Regions from separate parts of the Mus musculus genome. Here region 1 is linked to region 2. Evidence: chromatin contacts called from public Hi-C data. All regions are on one chromosome and are shown on one strand. The core of a region is the stretch at or near the end of the contact, and the rest is flanking DNA. Distances in the headings are between cores, read along the strand shown.

The links. Hi-C and Micro-C count contacts between places; a contact is called where the count stands out from the background.
Region 1: a Hi-C map of liver shows a contact between it and region 2, with 2.3 times the contacts expected there. The contact joins two enhancer-like sites. A contact is called at or near these places in 1 of 484 Hi-C or Micro-C datasets (liver) and 3 of 115 datasets of contacts at active chromatin or transcription factors (cardiomyocytes, hepatocytes and large pre-B cells).

The regions. Positions count from the first base shown.
Region 1 is chr6:57,510,338-57,516,759 of GRCm38.p6, forward strand. It overlaps Ppm1k (protein phosphatase 1K (PP2C domain containing)), which reads right to left. Exons shown (of 7, transcript NM_175523.5): 4 at 5,256-5,421; 5 at 4,637-4,781; 6 at 3,605-3,739; 7 at 1-512. The coding sequence ends at 381. Among named protein-coding and RNA genes, the nearest start is that of Ppm1k, 22 kb to the right of the region's middle. Within about 2 kb of position 3,179, at least 24 of the 459 cell types and tissues checked have an H3K27ac peak or open chromatin away from gene starts, as enhancers often do. A contact at or near this core is called in liver, where this site is marked.
Region 2 is chr6:56,904,807-56,911,094 of GRCm38.p6, forward strand. All of the region lies in intron 1 of Nt5c3 (5'-nucleotidase, cytosolic III), which reads right to left. Among named protein-coding and RNA genes, the nearest start is that of Nt5c3, 16 kb to the right of the region's middle. Within about 2 kb of position 4,310, at least 24 of the 459 cell types and tissues checked have an H3K27ac peak or open chromatin away from gene starts, as enhancers often do. A contact at or near this core is called in liver, where this site is marked.

The DNA.
Region 1 (6,422 bases), core at 1,929-4,428, 600 kb after region 2:
AACAAACTTACTAAAAAGAAACTAAATCTGCCTCTTAGTCTTAAAAACTTAGAAAGCCCCAGATTCAATCTCTAGCCTTACAAAGGAAACACAGATTCATCACTCATCAAATGGACCAAAACCGCTTCTTCTCCCATTCAGCTCAGAGATGCACAGCGGCTTCACAGCTGTGTTATGATGCTTACACTGAGCATGTGCAGTTGACCATAATGATGATGAGGATTTATGAAAATACTACTGGGTATGTGGCTGGTAAGCTTATACTGTTAGGATCGATCAGTCACAATGACACACGGGTACAGGTGGCCTTCTGTGTGTTACCAGTTTCTTGATAAGCCCACTGACACTGCTGCATAGGAACTCCGAGTCTGAGCTGTCGATCAGGCCCATCTCCCACTGGAGGCAAAGCTTCTGCTGAATGAGAAGGTAATTTCAGAGTTCTTGTATTTTCCCCAAGCACCAAAGGGCACCACTACTGCAGTGCTGTTGTCTTCGGTACCGTACTGTATTGCCTGCAGGAGTGGGGAAGAAGAGACAGGCGCTGGAGTCAAGGGACCTTGTGCAATCACACAGCATCCTTTCTCTGGAAGGCCAACTGGTTCTACACACACTTTACGATACAAATGTAACTACCTAACAAGGTTTGGAATGGTTTCACCCTGTAACCATGTGCCATATGGTTATTAAGTGCATATGAATTTCAGATGGTTCAACTATATCCTATGCTCCACTGTAGCAATCTTGGCAATAGAAATTACCTGTGCTCCCAGTGAGGACACACCCAAAGCCCTTAGCATGGTACCAATTATGGGCAAGCCTTAATAAATGCTGATTCTTACCAATGAAACTGCTGGTAGGAGTATAGCCCAAGAAATGGAAGAGATTGGGTGAGGGATAAAAAGGAACAAAATATAGGAACATCTTTGTATGAAAGTGCGGCTAGAAACCTACCACTGTATAAGCTACCTTAACATTTAAAACCTCAGAAATGGGTATGTACAAGGTTATAACAAAAATGTTTTTAATATTCCTTCTTCAATGGGAAAGTGGAAATAAATGAAATTGCCTGCAGCAGGATTATAAATCACTTTTAGGGACCAGTTCACATAGATGAGTGCTGGTCAGCAGTGTTTGGAAGTGCTGAGAGTTCCAGTTAGCATCAAACAAGCCAAAAGATTCTACATCCTCGGGCCAAGACTGCAAAGGAAAGCGTGGGTAAGGATGTCACGGCTTACAAACCAACTGTAAGAAAAAAAAACTTGCTTAAAATGTGTCAAGTACCATTTATACTTAATATACAGTTGTTAAAATAACCATTTAAAATGGTAATAAAATAATAGGCAGAGACAAAAACCAAGAAATACAAATTATGAAAAAACCCATGTTAAAAGTTAGTTCAAGCCGGGCATGGTGGTGCACGCCTTTAATCCCAGCACTTGGGAGGCAGAGGCAGGCAGATTTCTGAGTTCAAGGCCAGCCTGGTCTAAAAAGTGAGTTCCAGGACAGCCAGGGCTATACAGAGAAACCCTGTCTTGAAAAACAACAAACAAAACAAAACAAAAACAAAAAACAAAAGTTAGTTCGATTAACATTAAAAATCCAAAGCTAAACAGTAAAAACCTTTATTTTTCTCAGGACTTTGGGCCTCCCTTACTAGTAGAGTGCTCATCCAGCATTCAAGAGACCATATGTTCAGCTCCCAGTTGCGGAATAAATTTATTCTCACTTCTCAAATTAGCCAGAAAGTTCTCCAAATCTGGAGAGAGAGAGAACCACACGCATAACAACCCCCTACACCTACACCCACGGCCCAAACTGCAAGTACTTTTAAGGGGTTATTTGAAGAGGCTGTTCATCATTTTTTTTTCTTTTCTCTTTTCTTTTCTTTTTAACTGGGGGAGGAGAAAACATGAATTCTCACTGCTACACAGAATAATAGGAACTCTTGTGCTCGAGGCATCCTCCTGTCTCAGGTTCCAGAGTAGCTGGGACTACAGCCATGTGTCACCCATGCCAAGGCTGTTTCCCAAAATTCAAACTAAGAAGGACTGGTGAGATGGCTCAGTGGGTAAAGTGGCCTGCCATCAGGTTGGCTGTCAGGCTGTCCATCAGGCTGTACGTCAAGCTGGAATACCTGAACTCAATGCCTTGGATCCACATGGTGGAAGGAGAAAACCAATTCCTACATGTTGCCCTCTAACCTCCATGACACATACCACAGTATCAGTGTGCACAAAGACATACACATGCGTGCACGCACGCGCGCGCGCGCGCGCGCGCACACACACACACACACACGCGCGCACGTGCGCATGAACTCAGTAACAATTTAACCTAACAAGATAATATCTGAAAAAAGAGACACACACAAATAGATACCATAAAATGTTTGTTTTTTACTTCTATCTAAAAAGGTATCTCTCATCCCTTCTATAAAAGAATAAACACAAATTTCCTTATCGGGAGAACTGTTATGGGACAGAAGTAAGACAGAACATCAGTATATGTTCTTTTTTATTATCATAAATATTTTTACTATCATAAATATTATTAACTGGATAAACTAAAGTACATTTACTTACAAGATCGGTAGCTGAGTTTAAAAAAAAATTATCCATGGACTTGGGCCTATTTCTTCAATTTCATAGGCAGCTTGTTAGTTACTACAAGGTAGACAGCCCAGATGTAAATATAAGGCCAGCATGGGCTACATGAAAATGTCTCCAAAAAAAAAAAGGAAAAAGAAATAGAAAAGAAACTACACCACACACACACACACACACACACACACACGGAGAGAGAGAGACAGATAGACAGACAGGCAGGCAAACAGAGAGAAAGGGACAGACAGACACACACAAATAAATAAAAGTTAAGGAAAGGACTTATGTCTAAATCACAAATATTAGGACTTAAAAGTTTGGGCCAAATCGAATCTCTGAACTCAAAATGTAAATAGTGGAAATGTAACGTAGGTGTTGAGTTAAAACATAATGACTTAAAACCACAATCTATCAGGACAGACTAGAAGTATCTTTTACATGTTCTTTCCTGGTCATTATCCATTTTCAAGTTTTAGCTCTGACTGATAGGAAATGCCATCCATTTACCCTCTTGTACTTTACTGGTCTCTTTCATCACCCACATTGGTAGGCAGAAGTTGACTGTGATTCCACGGCTCACCCTGCTTGTTTACATGGATCAGTACAGTTCCAGGCCAAATATTTGGATTCAGGATCCCTGGCTTGCCTAGGTTTGAGGCTCAGTTTTGTCCTGTGGCCTGGTCTGTCTGGTTTCCCTTTCATTAAAAGCCTGACCTCAGAGGATCACAGTGATGCTGCTTTATGTTAATATATATGAGGAAAATATTACTTTATTACTGTTATAATGATTGCTGTTACTCTCTTTCAAGTTGTGTTCAAAGTTAGAAGGCCCACTCCACATTTCCTTAATGTATGAACTGTCAGCACTTGCTCATGAGAACTATTATGCAATCATGAATCAAATTCACTGTGACACTCCAGCTAAAACACCCTTTGCCGGTGGTGCTGTCCCTAATCCTCTCCTCCCTGGGAATTTCCCACTAGAAGCTCCGCTACGTCACCTGCTCAGTCACCGAATGAGCTGCTTCTTTAGGATCGTGGCACTGGTTGACAAAGTCGCAGATCTCTTGACTATTCACCATGAAGTTAATCCCATCTGTGGTAAGGACCAGGAAACTGTCGTCAGCATGGTAGAGCTGCAACCAGAAGCAAACAAATGTGACTACAAACAAGATCATCCCCTCCAAATGACTCAATAATTGGGAAATTGTATCGATTCTGCAGGGAGTGCTCGTCTGGGTCAGAGTTCATTGGCAAACTGAAAATGTAGCTAAGCATCAACACTACTTGGGATAAACCAAACATTTACCTAGCAGTATCAACAAAGAGCCAGCCAGCCAGACAAATGCTCGATCTAATGGCTGCCTTTATTATTTATTTGACAGGGGTTGGGGGTTGGGAGGCACTTGATATGCTTTAGGTCTTGGTATTGTTTCAATTTATTTCCTTGCAAAATGAGGATAGCTTTTGTATCTCTTTTGAACAGAGGTTGCCACACAGTAAATCTTACATAAGTATTTGTTTCATAAAATAAATGTGAGATATCTTCCTTATGTGGAAATCCTTCCTTCAACTATAAGCATTCATGCCCTGTCATTTGTAAAGTTCCCATTATACTGTGCTGACTTAGGAGCTCTAGAGCAGGAAGCAGCAGGGCATGTACCATGCAGTGGCTAGTTTAGAGTAACAGGCGCTGGGCTGTACATATAAAAGTGGCTGGCTATTGAGCTCAGTGGAGAAGGAAAGTTGAGGATGACTTCCAAGCAGGGATAACAAATCTAAATAACAACTAATCGTTGTCCTTCCTTTCCAAGCAGGCTTTGGGAAAGGAAGGACAACAGGGGCCTTCTACCAGAGGAAAAAAGATTTCACCCTCATCAGGCCAGAAATAAACATCGTATTTTAAGTTTCTTCATAAACTAATATCCCTTTAAAAACATCTTTCCTTCAGGTAATCTTTAAACAGCCAGCGGTGTGAGACAAGTCCTTAGAATTTCTCTGCGCATGACTCAATGCTTCTGATCCTGTCTTACCTTAATCCTTGTTGTCTCAGGTTCTGCAATTACCCCACTGGCTTTAAGATCCAAATCTCCGATACTCCTTGTCATTGCAAGTCTGCCATTTACATGGGGCTGTCCCAAACTATTCCAAGCTACAAACCCACCGAATTTCTTGATCCTAGTTAAGAAAAAGTATTAATAGTAATAACAATAACAATATAGTGTGCAAGAAACTATGGCACTGGTTTAAATACCAATTGTACAAATGGAAATTTAGAGCCTAGTGTTTCAAAACATACCCATAATCTAGGAACTTGGGAAGGCCGAGAAGGGTTTCCAGTATAAGGCCAGCCCATGTTAATTCCACAATAAGATATAAATGAAAAATTTAAGCCATGTATGGTGTACACAACCTGATAATCCCAGCGTGTGAGAGGCCAAGGAAGCAGGGTACAGATGTAAAGCCAGGCTGAGCTGCATGAGATCCAGGCTCAACAAACCCGAAACAACCAAAACAAGAAAATCTGCACTGCAGTAGTGGCTGTGCGCCTGCTTTCAAGAGGCCCGGGTGTTTTACACCAGAGAAGAAAATAGAACACTGTTTCTATGGCATCTATAGCTATCACCCCATAACAAGGTGTGATGACAGTACCTTTCTTTCTCATCTTTTCTTTCTGGGGTATGGTCAGTGGTCAGCTTCATGGGTTTTCCTTTTCTACACAAAAGAGCCCGGCTGTCTCCAACACTGGCTACCACCAGTTCAACACCATCTCTCAACAGGGCTACTGTTGCAGTAGTCCCAGAGGTCAGGAGGCTTGCTACAAATATTATAAAACAGAGCATCTGTTAGCAATAGGAATATTCAGATATGGAGTTTTCATTACAAAATAAAACAGAAGCATGATAACTTAAGGCTGGGAGGAACCATTCTAATTCAACCAGAGCTATGCAAATGAAATGCAAACTATGTAAGTAATGCCATGCAGAGAAGCGATTACTTAACTCTGTAACAAGGCTCCATGCAAACAAAATGGCTGGTAAACTAATTTGGTGTGCAAAGCATCAGTGTCTCCAAGTAGTCTGTGTGTAAAAAACAGAGCTGATAAAAACTAAGAATTATGACGTCTTAGTATGCCTAATGGGCATCAAAATAAAACATGAAAATGTCGCTAGTCTGGCTGTTATGACAGCACAACAGATCTGCTGGGCCCATTAGGTGAGACGCCTTTGCTATAATCAGATTTGGGTTCTTCTCTTGTATTCCTTACTCCCATCCAGTCAAAGTACTACCACTTAATAGGTGAAGAGAGAAAGGCAAAGTACAGCCCATCTGTTCTTCAAGTACTACTGTGTACATTCTTCCCTCTAGAACCATGTCAACTCTGTGTCCGTCTGTCTGTCTGTCTGTCTGTCTGTCTCTCTCTCTCTCTCTCTCACACACACACACACACACACACACACACACACACACACACACTCGTGCAAGCTTGCACCAATTAGAGTCGCATACCCTTTTTCGATTTCTTTGCTCTACACCTGAAGAAAAGTTATAGCCACCCTTAGATGAATAGATCTGAGTGAGTAGTAGACAGTGAAATTCATTTCAGTTCCTTATAAACATGGTATAGTTAACACTATTAGCCCCCAAAATATCCAATCAGAGAATCTGCAGCCAACAGCAGATGAGCAGAACCAGCTGCAACTTATGCGCCTTGCCCGGACTAGAACCTGTGAGCCATGTGCATTTTCTCTGCCATCAAGTAAAGCCCAGTGTTGCTAGCCTTGAGGTGGCTACTCTTTCTTCTTCTAACCAAGCAAA
Region 2 (6,288 bases), core at 3,060-5,559:
CATAGCAAGATCTTGTCTAAAACATAAAAATACAAATCTCTTCTTGAGGGACTTAGATTTATCAAAGCCTGAGCAGTATTTGTTCAGGGCTTCTGCACTGTCGGCCCTGAAACACACGAATGCTCTTGACGGGCACTCTAGTGCAATGAGGTTAGCTTGAGAGAACTCAATCCACCTTCCCTCTTTACAGCAAAGCAATGTGGGGTCTGGAGAAAGTAAGCCACTTCCCATTATGTCATTTATGGACCAAAGCAGCAAGGTTGTTTTTAAAATCATTTTGTGCCACTATAGGCACTCAATCATGTACCCACACTTGTACTACTGCAGGCAATCATGTACACACATCTGTGCCACTGCAGGCAATCATGTACACACACCTGTGCCACTGCAGGCAATCATGTACACACACCTGTGCCACTGCAGGCAATCAATCATGAACACACACCTGTGTCGCTATAGGCAATTACATATATATATGCTTACATTAGAGTGCTTGAAAAATATATTCCTAAGACTGCTTGCCTCGTCAGAGGGCTCAACAGATATAAAGCCTGACAACACAAGTTCCATCCCTGAGACTCAAAACAAAACAAATCAAATCCCAAATCTCACAGTTGTTCTCTGATCTCCACACCATGACAAGTGCTTGTGGCCACTCAAACACACATAGCACACACAGGCACATACAAGAAGCATAAACACAAAACAGTAATGCCACCGAAAGTACTGAATTAATGGCTCTACTTCTAGATACGTCCAACAGGACTGACGCACATATGAGCACATATAGGCTAGCAGCACACATAAGACTTGCACAGGTTCAAGCCAGAAAAGGTCTCACCCCTAACCAAGAAGCTATTTGCAATCGACAAGGGGAAAAATCAATTTTCTCCAACGGTGTGTCACTGGGTGTATCATGATACTTCAGGGCAGAGTATGTGCTCAGGAGCAGCTGGCCAACACACACACACACACACACACACACACACACACACACACACAAAATCAATGATATTTTTGTGGACTTTTTCTTGTTTTGGGATATTACTGGTGGTCTTCTGCTTGTTTGTTTTGATGTTCCTGTGAGTTTTTTCCTTTTTCTTTGGAGATGGATAGAGAAATGGGAAGAGGGAGACAGGGAGAATCCGGCTGACAGTGAGTAAGAACACAGTTTAGTATGTAGGGAAGTTGAGAGGATCTTGGAGGAATTGGTGGAGAAAAATGATCAAAATACATTGTATGTACAAACAATATGTACAAAAAAATTACTGAATAACAAACACTTTTGGGGGCAAGGGATGTAAGTCAGTGGTCTTGCATTCATGAAGCCCTGAGTTTGAATCTCAGAACCAACCACAAAACAAGCAACACAAAACCAGTTTTGTTTTAAATAGATTTTTCATTGTTTTCTGAGAAGGGCTAGAAAGAAGCTGAAAGTCACAGAGGCGGGTCCTCAGCAGTGGAGTGGACTTTCATCTCTGCACTGTGGCTGGCCTGGCTGAAACCACCCACGTCCCTCCTAACGGCAGGCACTAGATGAGGAATTGCAATGCCAAAGGACAGAACTACGGGGGACAGGATATCCGCCAGGTTATTTTCTCCCACTCTGACACTGTAATAGATGTCTGCTATCTTTATCAATGGAGAAAGTGATATCTACTTGTATGCTTGAGTAACTATTCAGAACTTTTCATAGTTTGCCACGAAAAAGTTTCTTAGGACTTGGTCAGCCCTGAAAAATACAAGGGCCCGAGTTCAGTCCCTAGAACACCCATTTAAAAAACTGGGTACGGTGACACAGGCTTGTAATCCCTGGATCTTGGTGACCAGCCAGCCCAGTCTACTTGGTAAGCTGGTTGGTCTGATTATGGGGAGGGCCTGTGGGCTCCACCCCAACAGATATTAAAACCTTTCCCCAAACCTCAACTAGGTGGCTTGAGATTTCAAATTTCCTTTGAGAAACTCAAACACATTCTTTAGCAGCCTACAACTTTTTTCTTATTTAAAAAGTCTTCCATGCTTCATGCTAAATGTGCCATGTCCTGGTATATCAAGATTTGCATGACTCTAACTGTTACTTCCATCCTATTGTAGCGGGATCTCTGTGCCTGGAACAGAACAAGATGAAGATGTTTTTGTATCTTGGACTTTGCAGAACATACAGTTTGTTCTCTGCTCAAAAGAAACACTGTTACTATAGATTGCTATTTTGTATAGGGCACATTAAATCAAAGTGGTAAAGTGAGGTTTTCCTATTGGTTCATTCTATCTGATACACTTAAACAGAGAACAGAGAGAGAGAGAGAGACAGTTCAGCACACAGCAAGATTTTCAGGTCTCCCAAGTGCAACAATACACAAGAAGCATGACTGATTGGCTACAGGACTGCTCAGTGGAAAACCATGTGCTTTAGTTTGTATGCAGGAGGCCATGGGATGATTCCTAGCACAAAGACAATTCAAGCCTGTAACAGGAGACTGAGACAGAAGGACCTTTGAATTTACAGGCTAGTTTGGGCTACATAGTGATACTGTCACAAGACCAAAATAGAAAAAGAAACCTGACTAATTGCACTCATAGATCCTAAAATCTAAAATGCGCTAGTAGCAAACTAGACTGTATGCTGTAACAGCCAATACAAGCAAATCAGTATCAATAAGTGACCAGAGATGAAGGACAGGGATTTGCAGGTGACTTGACTTCCTTTCGCTTTTTCTGTAGTGAGTGTCACTAGCATTACCTGGATGCAGTGATTATCAAAGTTTCAGACTGCTGGAGTCAGCTTAACAGACAGTTGTGCTAATAATTCCAGGTGGAACATTTTACAAGTTAGGCAAATAATGTAGTGTATACTTGGTCCCAAGTCCATTCCCCAAACCAGAGATTTGGTTTCAACTTGTAGGGCTTCCAGCTCCAGTCCCACTGTAGTGTGTCCCGCTCACCTGCAGACCCCTCTTTCTGACACAGTTTCACTATATAGCCCTGGCCTGCCCCAAATTTACCATCCTCTTTCTTTAGCTTCCCAAGTGCTGGGATTATGGTGTGCCTTATACCATATCTGATTCTAGTCTTTCTTTTCCTTCTTCTTCTTCTAACTACTGTCAGCACATTTCAGTTTTGCATTTCTGCATGTGACAAAGCTTAAGAGTTCTCAAGTGGTTCCCATCTGCTTCTATAAGAATCCACCAAGTGAATCAGTTGTTCTTTTAGAATTCTAACAGTTTGACAAGATAGACCTTGACCTTGGTGTGCTGATAGCTGTTCCTGAGAAAGCTGCGTATAAGAATGTAGTGATGTGAGGGCTGGAGAAATGGCTCAGTGGTTAACCTCACTGGCTACTGCCGCAGAGGACTTGGGCTCTGTTCCCAGCACTCACGTGGCAGCTCACAACCATCTGTAACTCCAGTTCCAGGGCATCTGGTGTCCTCCTCTGATCTCTCTAGGCATCAGGCACACACATGCAGGCAAAATATTCATATGTATAAGTAACAGTGATGCACATAAATAAACCTTTAAGAGTGGTATTTCAAAAATAAAATGACATTTATTGTTTTCTCAATAGGCTCAAGTAATCCTGTACCTTAGGCTCCTGTAGTTTAAACTACAGGAGGGCATGCCACAGCTGCTTAGATTATGGTGTTCTTAATGCTGTCTCTAACCTAAATTCCCAATTAGAAGGGCATGTGGAGAAATATGAATAAGACAATGTGATGTGACAAGGTAGAGAAGACTACCACGAGTACAGAGGATGTTTCAGGCTGCGGTATCTACTTCCACCTACTTACAAGAAGGAGCTTACCAACAGATTATGCAACCCCTCATCAACTGCAAGATGATTTTGTATCTTTTGTACTCTAGTAGACTAAAAAAAAAAAAAAGGAAGGGAGAGAAGGCAAACAGCATATAAAACAAAATGACAAGATGACAAACAAGTCTGCCACATCTGGGTGTTGTCATACTTGTTTAAAATTTATAGCTTAATGTTAAGGTAACTCTGAGGGTTTACATGAGAGTACATAGTCTGCCAGGCATGGCAGCTCATACACTCAGCTCCAGAACTCAGGAGGCAAGAACAGGCAGATCTCTGAGTGTACAAGGCTAAAGCTACATAGTAAAATACTGTCTTAAAGAGGAGAGGGAGAGAGAGAGAGAGAGAGAGAGAGAGAGAGAGAGAGAGAGAGAGAGAGAGAGAGAGCATAACGTTCAGACAATGAATGTACACCAAGAAAAAAAAAATTTAACTACCTATCCAGCAACACAACTAGTGCAGCAACATTGGAAAGCAGCCTACTGCAGCAGGAGAAGCCTGCCACCTGCTGACAGAAGGCTGCATCACGTAGTCGTTCCTGACTGATGGGGGTGTGTATTAGTCAGGCTTCTCTAGAGTCACAGAACTTATGGAATGTCTCTATATTGAGGGAATTTATTGTGATGATTTACAGTCTGTAGTCCAATTAACCCAAGAATCTAGTAGTTGCTCAGTCTTGAGGCGAGTTGTTTCAGCTGGTCTTCTGTAGAAGTAAGTAGGTTCTAACAGATGTGCTGGCAAGTAAGTACAAGCAGTTAAAGAAGAGTGACTCTTCCTGCTTCCAATGTCCTTATGTAGGCTTCCATTAGAATGTGTGGTACAGATTAAAGGCGTGTACTACCTTGCCTGGGTCTAAATTTTCATGGCCACTATGCCGCAAGATCTCCATGCCAAGATCTAATCCAGCTCAGAAACTGGTGTCTTCCAGCCTCAAGATCTGGATCACAGGCGAGCCCTCCAATTCTAGATTGTAGTTCATCCCAGATATAGTCAACTTAACAACCAGGACTAGCCATACAAGGTGTTTAGTTTGTTTGTTGTATTTAATGACTTTTGTTTGCTTATTTAATTAAATAATGTATTTATTTTAGAGACAGAGTCTCACTAAATAACCCTGGCTAGCCTGGAACTCACAAAGCTCCATTTGCCTTGGCCTCTCAAGTGCTACTGGCCAGGCCATGGCTGATACTTTAATGGGAGGAAAACAATCTCTCAGGTAAGGTACTCACACTACATTTAAATACATGGTGAAAATGCTGACGCTATCAGCCAGAGGCTTTATACGTAGTTTGGAACTAGGGGACACAGAAAAATGAAAGGGCCGCCTCACTCTCTTGGTTCTGGTTTAAATATCTTGCCTCGCTGTCTCATTACATCCATGGACTTCAACATACTGGACCAGGCCAGCTGTGAAAGACCAGTAGTCACCTTTCTGAGAAGCATCACAAACTGCTAAGTGACCAATGAACCACAGCCCAGCTCCCTGACCCGTACACAGGTAAGAAGGGTCCCTGTCATGAACCATACACAATCTAGCTCTCTGTCACCTATGTCATCGTGACCCTTCCTTCTGTTTTGGTTATATTGCTTTGGTTCTTGTTCTTCTTCCCTTCCCCCTTCTTCTTTTTGCACTGAGGCAGTATCTCATGCAGTAGCTGATGCATTATATATCCCAGAGTAGTCTAGAAATTGTAAAAATTATCCTGCTTCAGCCTCCTAAGTACTAGGATGCGCATGAGGCACCAACCTAATCTTAATAAAGTTTCCTGTTCACCCGAAAGCTTGCACAATATGTCTAGTAAGTCTCCTCTTGAAGGGCAGAATTCTTTGGATAGGAAAAATAACTATAACAGAAGAAATACCCATATCCCAATTCAAATTTAGTAGCAGATTAACCAGCTCTAAAGGCCCCAAATGATTCTCAGTCTACCAGGACTGCAAGTTTGAGGCCAGCCCTGTCTATACAGTGATTTTTAGAATAGTATGGGATACACTGCAAATACCTGTCTGAAAAATAAAGAACAGCCCTCAGGAGACTAAGACAGGAGAATCACAAATTTGAGGTCATGTGGCTGTATAGCAAGACCTTCTTTCAAAATAAAATAACGAATAAATAATTAATAATGATAAAAATCAGATAATTATGGGGGCAAATGTTCTATGGTAGATTACTTGCTTAGCACACGCCAGGACCAGAATTCAATTCCCAGCACAACCAAAATTTAAAATAAAAGTTCTTTTATGTATTCTAATTATCTCTAAATGATTTTTATGCTTAAACTACTTTTAAAGCAAGAAAAGGTAAATAAGAAAAGGATTTTGCACAAAACTATATAGGAAATATTTCAACTACTATGAAAATTAAAGCCAAGCCTTTGTGGAGATTTTATACAGCTCTAGAAGTTGAAGCTCTCTGTTCTCTCTCCCTCTCCCTCCCTCCCCACCTCTCCCTCCCATTTTCTGAGACAGTGTTTCATACA